3 separate regions of the Zea mays genome follow, and regions 1 and 3 are each linked to region 2. The links are chromatin contacts, called in public Hi-C maps. All regions are on one chromosome and are shown on one strand. The core of a region is the stretch at or near the end of the contact, and the rest is flanking DNA. Distances in the headings are between cores, read along the strand shown. Region 1 holds the start of LOC100285019. Region 2 holds the start of LOC100193881. Region 3 holds the start of LOC100277428.

Region 1 (4,223 bases), core at 1,485-3,984, 160 kb after region 2:
AGCATGAAGAAAATTGAAAAATGTACCTTGGGCTCCTACTCTTGCTATAACTGCAGCTTCTGCTTCTTGAGTACGAGTGGCTGTGGCTTCTGCTTCTTGACTTAGAGCGGTTTCTGCCTCTGGAGCGAGAACGGCTGCGCCTAGCATCATACTCCCTCACCTTTAGTAAGACAAATGATGAGAGCATGCTAATTTTCATTTGAGATGAGATGAAACAAATGAGCCGATACAGCATTTGAATACTGCTAATCATCAGGACAAAAAGATGACCATACCCGGACATATGTCCTTGAAAAAGCATTACGGAACTCAGAATCATCTAGCTTCCTTATCTACAAGATAAAAGTAACTAGTTGTCAGTACATATCTTCATGGAAATATGCAAGTATGCACAGACAGGTACAAAGATTACACATATCACGAAGTTTCTCCTTTTCCAGTGATCAATCTTATTTAAAACATGTCAGTACACAACTTCTATTTTAAAGGGAAGAAGAAGAAGAAGAAAACACTTTAAAACATACCGCGTGTTTCATATCTTCATAGTTAGTATAATCAGCTATTCCAATAGTTGCTGCAATCATAAACGTAAAATTAGATACGAGTTTTTATAGACATTCCTTCTAAAATATGATTTGATACAGTTTGAACGACAGTCATGCTATCCAAAAGGTCAGCCAAATGTGTAATAAATTGATAACATCAGAACGTTTCAAAATTAACCTCCAGCCTCACGATACACATCAGTGAAACAGACATCACCAGCTCGCCGCATATGGTCCTGAACATGAAAGTAAAATTAAGGATTATAAGGCAAAAACAATAGCTAATGACCTTAGATCTTCACCAAACCTTGAGATCTTGCCATGATGCTGAAGAAGGTAATCCAGTAACCATAACTGCATAATCAATGAACCGATACAGTAAGAACAGAGAGAGTTTTCAAGTTATAAGCTTTGAAATTTGGGAATAAAAAAATACAAACCACGGTAATCAGAACGTTTTGAGGCACCGCGTTGTCCAGCACTGCTATAGCTGCTAGATCGATCAAAAGAAGATGTGCCTCGTCCACCATGGGCTAATTCCACCTGTATATAGATTATAAATAACATTAGAATAATTCAGATAACTATCATCTCTGTAACCTGGAGATCTCTAATGAAACAGGTCTTCATCAAGATCCACCAACCCGCAACCTATGGCCATCAAAGTTGTATCCATCACGGCCATATATTGCATCTTCAGCATCACGTGCGTCCTCAAACTGCAAAATGCATCACTGTGCTGTTAGTCTTCCATCATCTTAGCTGCCTAGATTATTGATTTTAGAGAATAATTTAGTAATCCTTGCATAACATTTAATAGAGTACTTAGCATTACTGATTTATTCCATGGTTGTCATTGTTGCGTACATTAGATATGTTCATATGTTGGAACAATAAACGTTTTAGGCAATATTCTTTTTAGTTTCCTTAAAAGAAGGTATTAAACCTCCTAAAAATTCGCCACTGAAAACACAAGGTTTGTGATAAAAAACATTCAACCTGGCACAAATTATGGATGTAAATCTATTGAGTACAAAATACCCTCATATAAAACAGACACCGGCCAACTTACCTCAACAAAAGCAAAACCAGGAGGCCTTGGTGGAATTTTCAAGTCAATTTCCACTATACGTCCATACTGCAGAAGCAGAAGGTAAAACATAAATTTAACATCCAGGAAAGTTAATCAACCAAAGTAGAGTCATAGAGATACAAACAAAAATTGACCATTCGCAATCCACATTGCCTTCCCTTCCAGAGCTCCATCCATATTAGATTAGATGGTGTTAGAAGGCAAAACACAATTAGCAGTGGTGAAGTTCACAACGAACAGAACTTTCAATCATCACCAAAATAGATTGTGACAATACAGTGAAAAAAACAAGTGCATTGTCTAACACACACGACGATTATAAAACTCACAGTAAGAGTTTATTAAACTGCAAATATCAATATGAGCAAACGCTACATTACATCATAGGCATCTCTTCGACTTCAGCAATATTGAGCCATAGCCATAAAGAAAACATCCCCAACACTCCTCTAACATCCCCAACACTCCTCTAATCTCCCCATATCATACTCGCAGGCTTGACTGACACCACAACAACCTCCCCACGGATCTAGCATTCGACGAGAAGCCCTAAAAATAGGGTGGGAAGCTCGGTACACAACCCAACCAACCACTCACCTTGTAGAAGAGATCATCCACTTCCCTCTCGCGGATGTCGCCGGGGAGGTTGCCCACGTAGATCGTACAGCCGTTCCGCCGGGTCATCGTTCCTGCAACAAGGATACTGAATCAGCCACCAGGACGAACAGACCCAAGCAAACTGTTGCGAATAAACTTCCGAACTGGTGCGGCATCTGGGGAACAAGTCTACACTACTAAAACGAGTAATCCTGGCCAGGAACGGATCCAATTCTGAGCGCCGGAACGCCGAGACGAGCAAATAATTCCAAAAGCAGCACCTGCTGTGTTCGAGAGAAAGAAGCAGCACCTTCTACAGGAACAGAATTGCACACTATATTTCGACCGGAGGACTACGGCTTCCGGGGCGGAGAGGGGTTCGCGGAGCCTCACCTGCGACGACTCGACGGCGGCAAGGAGCAAGGAAGGCTTGAGTCGAGGTCGAGCAGCTTCGACGGATGCCGGCGTGAGGGTACTGGGAATTGTGGATTGTTCGCTTTGCGATTCGTGCAGCCTGGATTTAGTTCCGTTTGGTGAATCACTTCCGGGCTGGGGCTGGGCCTTTACAGGCCCAGTCCAGAGTAACAGTGAAACCAGCCACACCCCGATTTTCAAATATGGAAATCTGAGGTGCTTAGGTTCTATCTGGTTTGTTTGTTTAACTGTAGATTCATGAGAACCTGATTCTAGCTGTGAGCTATGAGATAGCTGTTGCAAGCTGACGATTGTGAAAAATTGAAAATTGTTTAGTTCAAATAACTGTCAATTATAGATTCTATAAAAGCATGAAAGTTTGAAGCATGGATGACAAGAATCTGAAAATTCTAGGATAGTAGGTGATTCTGAATTGAACTAGAGAAATATGTAGATTTTCAGAAATCCATTCTGTTGTATATCTATTTGGTTGAGATTTCAGATTGTTTACAGTGAATCTGATTCAGAAAGGTGAACCAAACGCACCCCTTAGAGGGTGTTTGAGACTACTTTACTTCACTAAGGCCACGTTTGTTTCGTTGGAATTGAATTCCATTTTAATAATTATAATTTAGACAAAACTAATTAAGTTCATATATTTGTATATGTAATATATTTGTATATTATCCTAAATCATATGAGAGAGATAGTTATATACTACATTTATGTTATAACGAAGCGAGTAGAAGAGTGTGCTATAAGTTGTACATCGGAAAAATAGCATGTAAATCTATAGAATCAATTTCCATCTCTCACCCCATGAATTTGAGATAAGCTTATACGATAACTTTAGAAAGTGGTGGAATGTCACATTCTAAAAAATAGCCTATTACATAGTAAGATTCCAATTCCTCAAAATGAAAGGAAACAAACGGGACCTAAGGGAATTATTGGGGGTCTTCTTCGAAAAGGTCCTCAAAACACTAATTAACCATTGCTTTCTGATACATCTCTAAAGTATTATAGATGCTTCAGCAAAAACCACCTTCGGAATGAATCAAGCAAAGACGAAGGTATAAGCTTCGGGATAACAACATAAAAAACGAAGAGGGAAGCTAGAACAAAAGTCGGGAGGTGTTCACATATTCTGGCGACCAGATGATAGACCTAAAGGAAACTGCTACCCTTATCATATTTAATAGTCTAAATGTTTAAGCTTCAGGGTATAATTGTTAATTCTATCGAAGATGTATTTCGCACCTATAAATAGGTGAACAGTGCTCCACACAATGGGGACCTTTTTTATGTGAGATCTCAAATTTGTTATATCTGTTCTGTGAAGTGTCTTCGTGCTACTTTACACATCAAAAACAGAAGGTACGTTTGTAAACTTGTTTGAACAAGAAAAGGGAAGATGGAATAAAATACTGAAAAACATGTGATGAGTTTTAATTTTATATTCAATGGTTCATTTATGTTTCTATTTAAAATGGTTTTGTTTTTATCTTCTTTCGGAACCTTCGTCTTCAAGATAACATTTCGGAGAAGTGTTAACTTAGAGACGAAGGTTCAAA
Region 2 (4,389 bases), core at 883-3,382:
GCCGATCTATGGTGGAATAACAAAGTAGATAGGAGGATAAAGAGGTAGGAGGAACATTATTTCATTACTTAATTCAATCTGCCGTCCCTGCAGGACTTACATAGGCCAAGAGCCAATCAATCTCCTGATTTCTCTCCATTTCTAACCAATCAGCCAACAACTATCCTTTAATAATCTAACTTACCAACTACTCTACTGCTGGTCTATTCTTGTTACAGCCCACATAACAAGTGTAAATTGGATACAGGAACCAACCCTTGAATTAAGATTTAAACCAATCCCATCAGGTCCTACATATTCTTGTTCTGTATCACTAAGACATTTTGCAAAAATTGTTCCATTTTGATAACAGTAGAGGAATACTGAAATACTGTATCAGATATAATATATATTGAAAGACATTTTGCAAACATACACAAGGAATTTTATGCCGATCCAACCAAAAATTCCTTTTTGTCCACAGTTTCACACGCTTTAACCTTTTGGGATCATTGCATGTAGACTTAAACAGTTAAACTACATGCAAACTGTAAGTTACCTCAGATATGCATTACCCCCTGTTTCTGTAAATATTTGAAAACCTAAACCAGCCTGCTGTCTAAATACAAAATACCACTCTGAGCTGCTCACATATTGTTTTTTAATCCCTCATTGATACAAGAACCAAACAATTGTTACTGTTAGGCATATTGAGGTTGTTTTTGGCTTGGCCCTGAAGCTGGGGTTCTTTTGTGGGACCAAAAAAACTACTCGAAAGCAAGCTTTGTTGAAGCCCAGTTGCTCCAAAGCACAGAATTAAGTATGAGAGAGAAGCACCCAACTGAGGCTCATAGCTTCTCGGCACCCAAACTTCTGCGCTTTGTAAGTAAAAAAAGGATCATGAATTGTTGTCCATTTGAAATAATGGTTAATAATGACAGAACACAAATGAACGGAATTTTATTTGGGCAAGCCCACCAAGGCCATGTCTTTTGAATAAGAATTAAAGATAGATCCAGGAATGTTGAACAATTCAAGAATAAGGGAAATATAGTAGATTCCACAAGGCATAACGATAGAACCTATGCATTGCCAGAATTTGCATTGCGCACAGTCAGTCAATCAATATGCAGTAGCCAATTATTAAATCAACAGACTTAAGGCTTATATAAGAAGACAGGAAAGAACGGCTGAACCGCTGAAAGCAGCATCAATCACCAAAACACTTACTTCAATAGTCTATCCGAATTGTCTGAAGCAGCTGCATCCAGTAGAGCAGCAGCATCACAATTAGAAGGGTAGCGGCAGAACGGCGAGTCCACCTCAATGTCGCTAATCTCTGAAGGTCTTGCACCATCCTCCGAACCTGACAGAGTGTCCCCAAAAGAACTTGAACACTCTGTGGCGTCAGGGTCGTCAACCGAGGTTAACTTGCTACCAGCAGCACCTGGGCCGATAATGTCAACCTCCAGATCCACTGCTCCATTAGCCTCCATTTTGAGCACAGGACAAACTGCTCAAATGAGAGTGCAACATTTTCAGCACGGTGGTAATAATAACGCGACGACATGATGACATGATATGTAAAGCATGAGGGAAAAACCAAACTTTTAACCCAAGTGAATTGACTTGACACAAGATCAAGAAAGGATGCAGATTACTGAGATTCTCCAGAAAAATACGTACTGTTTGTAACTATCTAGAGCTCGCAGGACTGACCAACGGCGGGGGGCAGTTGTTGCTCTGGCGATGCGAGAAAGAAAAACCGTGGTGCAGGAGCCGTGAGGCGGGCGACACCTCCGTCTTCAGACCTCAGCTACCCCGGGCGCAGTGGCGAGGAACGCACAAAGGCGGCCGAGGGCACCAGTTTAGCTGCCAGCGGCTCCAAGGGAAAGCAATGGCGGCGCCAGCAGCCCGGGGCAGAGCCGCCAGGCTGGCGCAGTCGCGCAACAGACAGCCAGACGGCCGTGGCGGGGGCGGGAGCAGTACTAGCCCTTCCCAAGTGAAGCTCAAGTCCCTCCCTGGCTTCTTGGCTCTCGTTCTCTCAACTCACGCGGCGGCGGCGGCGGCGGCGGTAGCTGAGTACGGCGAAGGGATTAACAACTCGCGGGAAAAGAAAATAGAGAACCACCGTAGAAACAGAGAGGCCGCAATAATAACTGAAGGCCGGCGGGGTGAGGGGAGTCGAACCCTAATGGATTTTGAGATGGGCCTCAGTGGGCCGTACAAAATGGGCCTGCTGCGACATGCTCCACGATCCTTCTCACGCTTTTCAAATTACAACATCCTTTCCTGGGTCACGAATGACGATTCTACTAAATCCAAATCCAAATCCAAGAGTCCTCTAACTTGGGTCAGGTTTTCAGGTTGTCTGCGGCCTTCGCAGAATCACTAGAAACAGTGCAAGTCCTCACATGTTGAAGGTACAGTGTATACTAAACATAACATAGTCTCTACTACTCTTAAGAAGAGAGTGTAGGCGTCCACATGCTCGACGGTGCACGGTTCTGCCGTGCCCCCTCCTTACACGCCCCTGCCTCCGTCCCCTTGCCCGTGATCCCGCCGGCAAACCCGATCGTCATCCTCCTCCCCCGACTCCCTTCCATCCTCGCCCGCCCCTTCCATACTCCTCCCGTGCCCCTTCCATCCCCACCCGTGCTCCACCATTCCACACGCGCGCCCTTTCCATCCTCGCCCGTGCTCCTCCCACGACCTATGCGGCGGCGGATCCGAAGCACAACATCCACGACGAGGTCTTCTCTGTGCTGCACGAGGGTGGCCACCTCCGTCGACGCCGGCGAGGCCACCACCATGGTCTTGGCGCAGCACGCGCCGTTGTCCAACGCGTCATCGCTAATCAACAGCCTCGGCAACTCCCGCGAGGGCAACCCTGACTGCGACGACGGCCTGTCTATGCTCTTCTCCAAGAAGCCCCTGGCGCAGGCCGGCCGGGCAACCGGTCCCGCGATGGCGGCGGCTCGACGAGGTGGTCCCCTCCCTCGGGCGAGGATAGAAGGGAGGCGGGGTGTGTCTGCCGCGCGATGAACGCGCTGCAGATCTTGCGGGAGACGGTGCGGGTGCTGTGCGGAGACCCGCACACATTCACGTCCATCCTCTTCCTGCTGCTCTGCCTGACGTCCGGGTGCCTCCTCCTGTCCGCGGCCGCGCTCGTCTGTGCTCTCTACTCCCCGCCATCAACGCCCGCCATCGGACCCGTACGCGATATCAGCACCGCCCGTCATGGAAGGTTCCCGAGGATCCCCCACCCTCCTCCCCCACATCTGTCATGGCCATGGGGCTTCCCGGCCTCCATTGCTGTCGCCTTCCCGCTCACGGGTCACTCACTCCACTATGTGCCGCCCTCGCTCGCAGGCCCCTCCCGCGGACCTCGGCTCTCCGCTACTCCTCCCTCGAAGCCCAAGGTATTTGAAAGGGAATTAGGCTTACACCTAGTTCCTAAATAATTTTGGTGGTTGAATTGCCCAACACAAATCTTTGGACTAACTAGTTTGCCCAAGTGTATAGATTATACAGGTGTAAAAGGTTCACACTCAGCCAATAAAAAGACCAAGTTTTGGATTCAATAAAGGAGCAAAGGGGCAACCGAGGGCACCCCTGGTCTGGCGCACCGGACTGTCCGGTGTGCCACCGGACAGTGAACAGTACCTGTCCGGTGCACCAGGGGACTCAGACTCAAACTCTTCACCCTCGGGATTTCTCGGAAGCCGGCGCGCTATAATTCACCGGACTGTCCGGTGTGCACCGGACATGTCCGGTGCTCCAAGGAAGCGCGGCCTCCGGAACTCGCCAGCCTCGGTTTCGCGTGGCAGCCGCTCCGCTAAAATTCACCGGACTGTCCGGTGTGCACCGGACTATCCGGTGTGCCAGCGGAGCAACGGCTCTCTTCGGCGCCAACGGCTCTCTGCGGTGCATTTAATGCGCGCGCAGCGCGCGCAGACGTCAGACTTGCCCATACCGGTGCACCGGACATCAAACAGTACATGTCCGGTGTGCACCGGACACCCAGGCGGGCCCACAAGTCAGAAGCTCCAACGGCTAGAATCCAACGGCAGTGATGACGTGGCAGGGGCACCGGACTGTCCGGTGTGCACCGGACTGTCCGGTGCGCCATCGAGCAGACGCCTCCAGCCAACGGTCAAGTTTGGTGGTTGGGGCTATAAATACCCCAACCACCCCACCATTCATTGCATCCAAGTTTTTCCACTTCCCAACTACTACAAGAGCTCTAGCATTCAATTCTAGACACACCAAAGAGATCAAATCCTCTCCAAATTCCACATACGCCATAGTGACTAGAGAGAGTGATTTGCTTGTGTTCTTTCGAGCTCTTGCACTTGGATTGCTTCTTTTCTTTCTCACTTGTTCTTGTGATCAAAACTCCATTGTAAT
Region 3 (4,454 bases), core at 1,224-3,723, 230 kb after region 2:
GCTATAGTAGATAGACTTTTACCAATTACTACTATTTATGATCACTGCCCGATTCTAATTTTCTAAACATTTCTTTGCTGGATTTTGAGAGGGCCTTCATTGATTTCTATAATTCAATATTGCATAAAAATGAAACCGTTTTTCAAGTAATTGGATGGAGAGGGGCTTATAGCCATATGCATCTGTTTGTTTGCATAGTCTAAAACTGAAGTGAACTTAGGTAAGCAGGAGATTCAGTGTAGCATGGCTTTAGATTAAGGATTCGGATGAAAAGAGAGCTGAGTTTTAATGTAGCAGGGTGTGTATATTTGCACCTTTTCGTCGTAATCTGATCTTCTAACTCAAGAGATTTTTCTTTTGGTAATCTGATCTTCTAACTCAAGTGTGCATTCAGTTTAGACTGTAGGTTATGTTAGTCATAACAAGCTAGAAAAGTATATCATATTAACAAGGAAAGATCATATTAACAGTTCATGTTACGTTTGCAGATATGGACCTCGATGGTTTTCTCCATATTAGGAAAGCTGGAAGAGCCTTTTGAACTCACTTTTTTTTGCTAACAATGGTGTTACGGTGGAACATAGTTTTGCGTGTATGTACCAACAACTAAAATGTAAACACGACATTATCATAGTTGAGTACAGGAATAATTATCTCTTATATCTTATTGTAAAATCTAAAACAGTTCTCCTGTAGATGGGTAGCTTGCATTTTACGCCACAATTACCTCAGATCACTTCTTGTTGTATTTACTCCAATTTACGATATTTCTTGATGCATTTTATGACAACCTCGTGCGCAGAGAGATATATTCGGTCTACATTCGTTATTATGAAACAGATGAATGATTTACGCTAAAATTCGTACTCATTTACGTTGTTTTGGTTCACGTTTTACGCATAAATCCGTCCGAGCCAAAACCCGCGTATGTCCGGTGACGCGCGATTTTCGCGCCGTAAATTTCGGCTCCATTCGCCATTACGAAACAGATATACGATTTACGCTAACATTCGTACTAATTTACGATGTTTAGGTTCACGTTTACGCTAAAATCCATTCGAGCCAGAACCTGCGCACTCGGCCGCACATAATTTTCACGCCGTAATCTCGGGACCTATTTGTTGTTACGAAACAGATAAATGATTTACGCTAAATTTCGTATTAATTTACGTTGTTTTAGCTCACGTTTTACGCTGGAATCCGCCCGAGCCAGAACCCGTGCACGATCGGCTGCACACAATTTTCACGCCGTAATTTTAGGCTTCATTTGCTGTTACAAAACATATATAAGATTTACGCTAAATTTTTGTACTCATTTACGCTGTTTTAGCTCACAGTTTATGCTGGAATCGGCCCGAGCAAGGACCCGCGCACGATCGGTTGCACGCGATTTTCACGCCGTAATTTTAGGCCTCGTTTGCTGTTACAAAACAGAAATAGGATTTACGCTAAATTTCGAACTCATTTACGCTGTTTTAGCTCACGGTTTAAGCTGGAATCCGCCCGAGCCAGAACCAGAACCACATATTGCATGATTTATGCTGTCAAGTATATGTCATTATGCAGTCGTAAACGCTGTCCACAGTGTCATATTCATTCCACGTGTTTCGGGCGTCAAAAGATTCCTTTATGCATGGTTTACGCATCTTTATCCATATATATATGCATTCGTATATTGCCTTACGCGCTTATCGTCCTGGATTCCTGGCTGTTGACTGCATGGCTGCGCGGGTGCTGGGTTGACCGCGTCCTGACTAGGGCTTCCATTAGTAGGGGAAGCCCAGGGCTTCCATTACCTCTTCCCTATATATATATATATATATATATATATATATATATATATATATATATATATATATATATATATATATATATATATATATATATATATATATATATATATATATATATATATATATATATATATATAAAATTGAATATGCTCTATAAGCATGTTCTGCCGTCACTCTTATTTAAATGTTCTCCTAAAGGAGTAAGAGTACGAGCCACGTTTTTACAACTCTGGCTATTTACCTAAAAATAGACCGCTTCACACTTAAAAAGGATTTTAAAGTTGTGGAGAATAGATCGTGTATATAATCATATAAAAATATTGTTTTACACTAAAATATAAATTGCATTATTTATATAGTGTAATTTAAAATAAGAGGTAAGATAGATAACACGACTAGAGATACCTGCGCCATCTAGTGTTCATAAGAAACGGTTTCTTCAAAAAAAAAACTGTTTAGTATATCTTATCTTTCTATATGTTCGTCAAATTTGTTTTAAAATTATTTAGTACAACTCCAGTGTTCGAAGCTGGGGCCATGAGAGTAGTAAAAGACAAAGTTTCCTATTTAGTCTTTTCTGTTTTTCTTTTTTGCATTTTTCATAGCTTGTATTTCTAGTAGAAAAAAATTCAGACATTGCTTCCCTCCGGACAAAATGAGATCAGCGGCACCACCGTGCCAACTTCCCAGCCCAAACCCCGACGCGTCCCCACCTCCGTCGCCGATGACACCGCGTGCCCCGCAGGTTCGGCATCACCCGCCGCACCTCCTCCTCGCCGAGGCTGTCGCCTCCTGGCACCCTTTCCACAAGAAGCCATGTCTCACGGACCGCTCCACGGCTCCCCCCTCCTCGGCCCGCCTCCCCGATGCGGAGACTCCGACGCCTGCCCCCTCGGGGGGCGGTAGCGGCGGATCCTTCCGGTGGTTCGGGCTCCGCAAGCGGCGCCGCCGCGGTCCGGGCTCGCGGTCCGTGTCCGGCCGCAGCAGCGACCGCCGGAGATCCGGCACGTGCTCCGACTTCCATTTCACGTGCGGCGCCGGTGGTGGTGGCGGCGGCGGTGCCACTGACTCCAGCGGGGAGATGTGGGCGTCGGATGTCGGGGAGGTGCGGATGAGGGACGTGCCGATGGCGACGGAGTTCGGCCCGTCGCCTGTTGGTGGGGTTGGTGTCTGGAGTGGTGGGGTCGGCGCTGCAGCGGAGGCAGCAGTCACCGATTCTGAATATGGGAGCGAACCTGGGTACCGTGGCGACGTGGAGCTGGGATATGGAGATGAAATCGACGAAGAGGAGGAGGATGGGAGGCAGCAGCTGTTCTGGGGCGGGGTGATTGGAGGTGATAAGCGTCCTTGAATTCAATTCTTTGGATAGTCACTGCTTTCAGCTTTTAGTATCCTCGACTCTCCATATATATCTGAGCTATTGACACTGTTCTCACCATTACTGTGTGCACTTTGATTTAGAATATGTTTGTTAGTTTGTTAACTTTGTAGATTGAGATTCTGGTGTCTAGGGATGGCAATGGGGAATTCCCCATTGAGGAATAGCTCCCCGTCCCCGCGACGAAAAAATTTCCCCACGGGGATCCCCACAAATGCTTGCAGGGGATATTTCTTCCCCATCCCCGTTTCACGCGGGGATAAATCCCCGACGGGATCCCGTCCCCGCTTAAATTATAATTAGGACATACGTACTGTGTTACTAATGCAAAACATTGTCACTTATACACATTGTCAGATGTAAGAAATCATTATGTGTATTTCAAAATGAACACATTTATACAATGAGTGATCTTTTAACAAGATAATTATTTATTTTTTATCATTTACTAGTACACGAAAACATCGTCACGTGCAAGTTTAACGGGTCCCCGCGGGGAACGAGAACGGAGAATGCTTTCTTGTCCCCGGTTACCCGCCAGGAGGAGATTTTTCCCCATTTACATCCGAGGAAAGAAACTTTTCCATTCTCATCCCTTAATGGAGGAATTCCCTACAGGGGATCGGGGATCGGGTCCGCATTACCATCTTTACCGGTGTCCATGGATATTTCTTGTTCGGGATCAAATGATATAGAGCGTTCGTTGCTGTTGATGTCTGACCAATAAATATTTGCAGTGGGTTAGTTGAGTTGAAATAGTTTTTAGGGGAAATGCATTTAGTTACCCAATACCCATACAATATGCTTGTAGTGGTATGGCTGACAAAATGACTGCCTGATAAATATTCCTTTATACTTCGAATCACAAATACATATTTTTTAAAAACAAGATCACAAATATTTGTTTTTCATGGCATTGATGTGGCCTACAAGATGGAACTGAGTAAAAAATAACTAAAGAGTTACTCCTTTGCCCTAGAATGAGAAGCGTATTTTGATAAGAGAAAAGTCATACAAAATTGATTTGACCTTTAATTTCTCTTACAATATGTTGTCATTTGCTAAACAATCAATATAATTTTGGAGGCACCTTGAATGCAAATATACTAATGCATGTTTTGTGTCCTAAACTTCTACTCCCTCCGTTCTTAAATATATGACGTCGTTGATTTTTTTTGAAAACTTTGACCACTCGTTTTATTCAAAATATTTATTCGAAAATGTAAAATTTCAAATCATGCTCAAACAACCTTAAGTGATAAAACAAATCATAAGAAAATAAA

Evidence for each region. A called contact is a pair of places that touch in the nucleus more often than the background predicts.
Region 1: a contact with region 2 is called in a Hi-C map of tassel, with 4 times the contacts expected there. The contact joins the promoter of LOC100285019 here to the promoter of LOC100193881 in region 2. A contact is called at or near these places in 5 of 25 Hi-C or Micro-C datasets (ear, endosperm, leaf and 2 more).
Region 3: a contact with region 2 is called in a Hi-C map of ear, with 1.7 times the contacts expected there. The contact joins the promoter of LOC100277428 here to the promoter of LOC100193881 in region 2. A contact is called at or near these places in 2 of 25 Hi-C or Micro-C datasets (ear and tassel).

Annotation. Positions count from the first base shown.
Region 1 is chr6:148,867,141-148,871,363 of Zm-B73-REFERENCE-NAM-5.0, forward strand. LOC100285019 reads right to left here and starts at 2,735. Exons shown (of 14, transcript NM_001370691.1): 1 at 2,629-2,735; 2 at 2,236-2,327; 3 at 1,618-1,683; 4 at 1,190-1,264; 5 at 986-1,088; 6 at 853-899; 7 at 724-781; 8 at 525-574; 9 at 276-332; 10 at 27-160. The coding sequence starts at 2,322.
Region 2 is chr6:148,712,479-148,716,867 of Zm-B73-REFERENCE-NAM-5.0, forward strand. LOC100193881 reads right to left here and starts at 2,133. Exons shown (of 6, transcript NM_001415799.1): 1 at 1,699-2,133; 2 at 1,210-1,492. The coding sequence starts at 1,475.
Region 3 is chr6:148,938,495-148,942,948 of Zm-B73-REFERENCE-NAM-5.0, forward strand. It overlaps LOC100277428, which reads left to right and starts at 2,474. Exons shown (of 2, transcript NM_001150990.1): 1 at 2,474-3,127. The coding sequence starts at 2,518.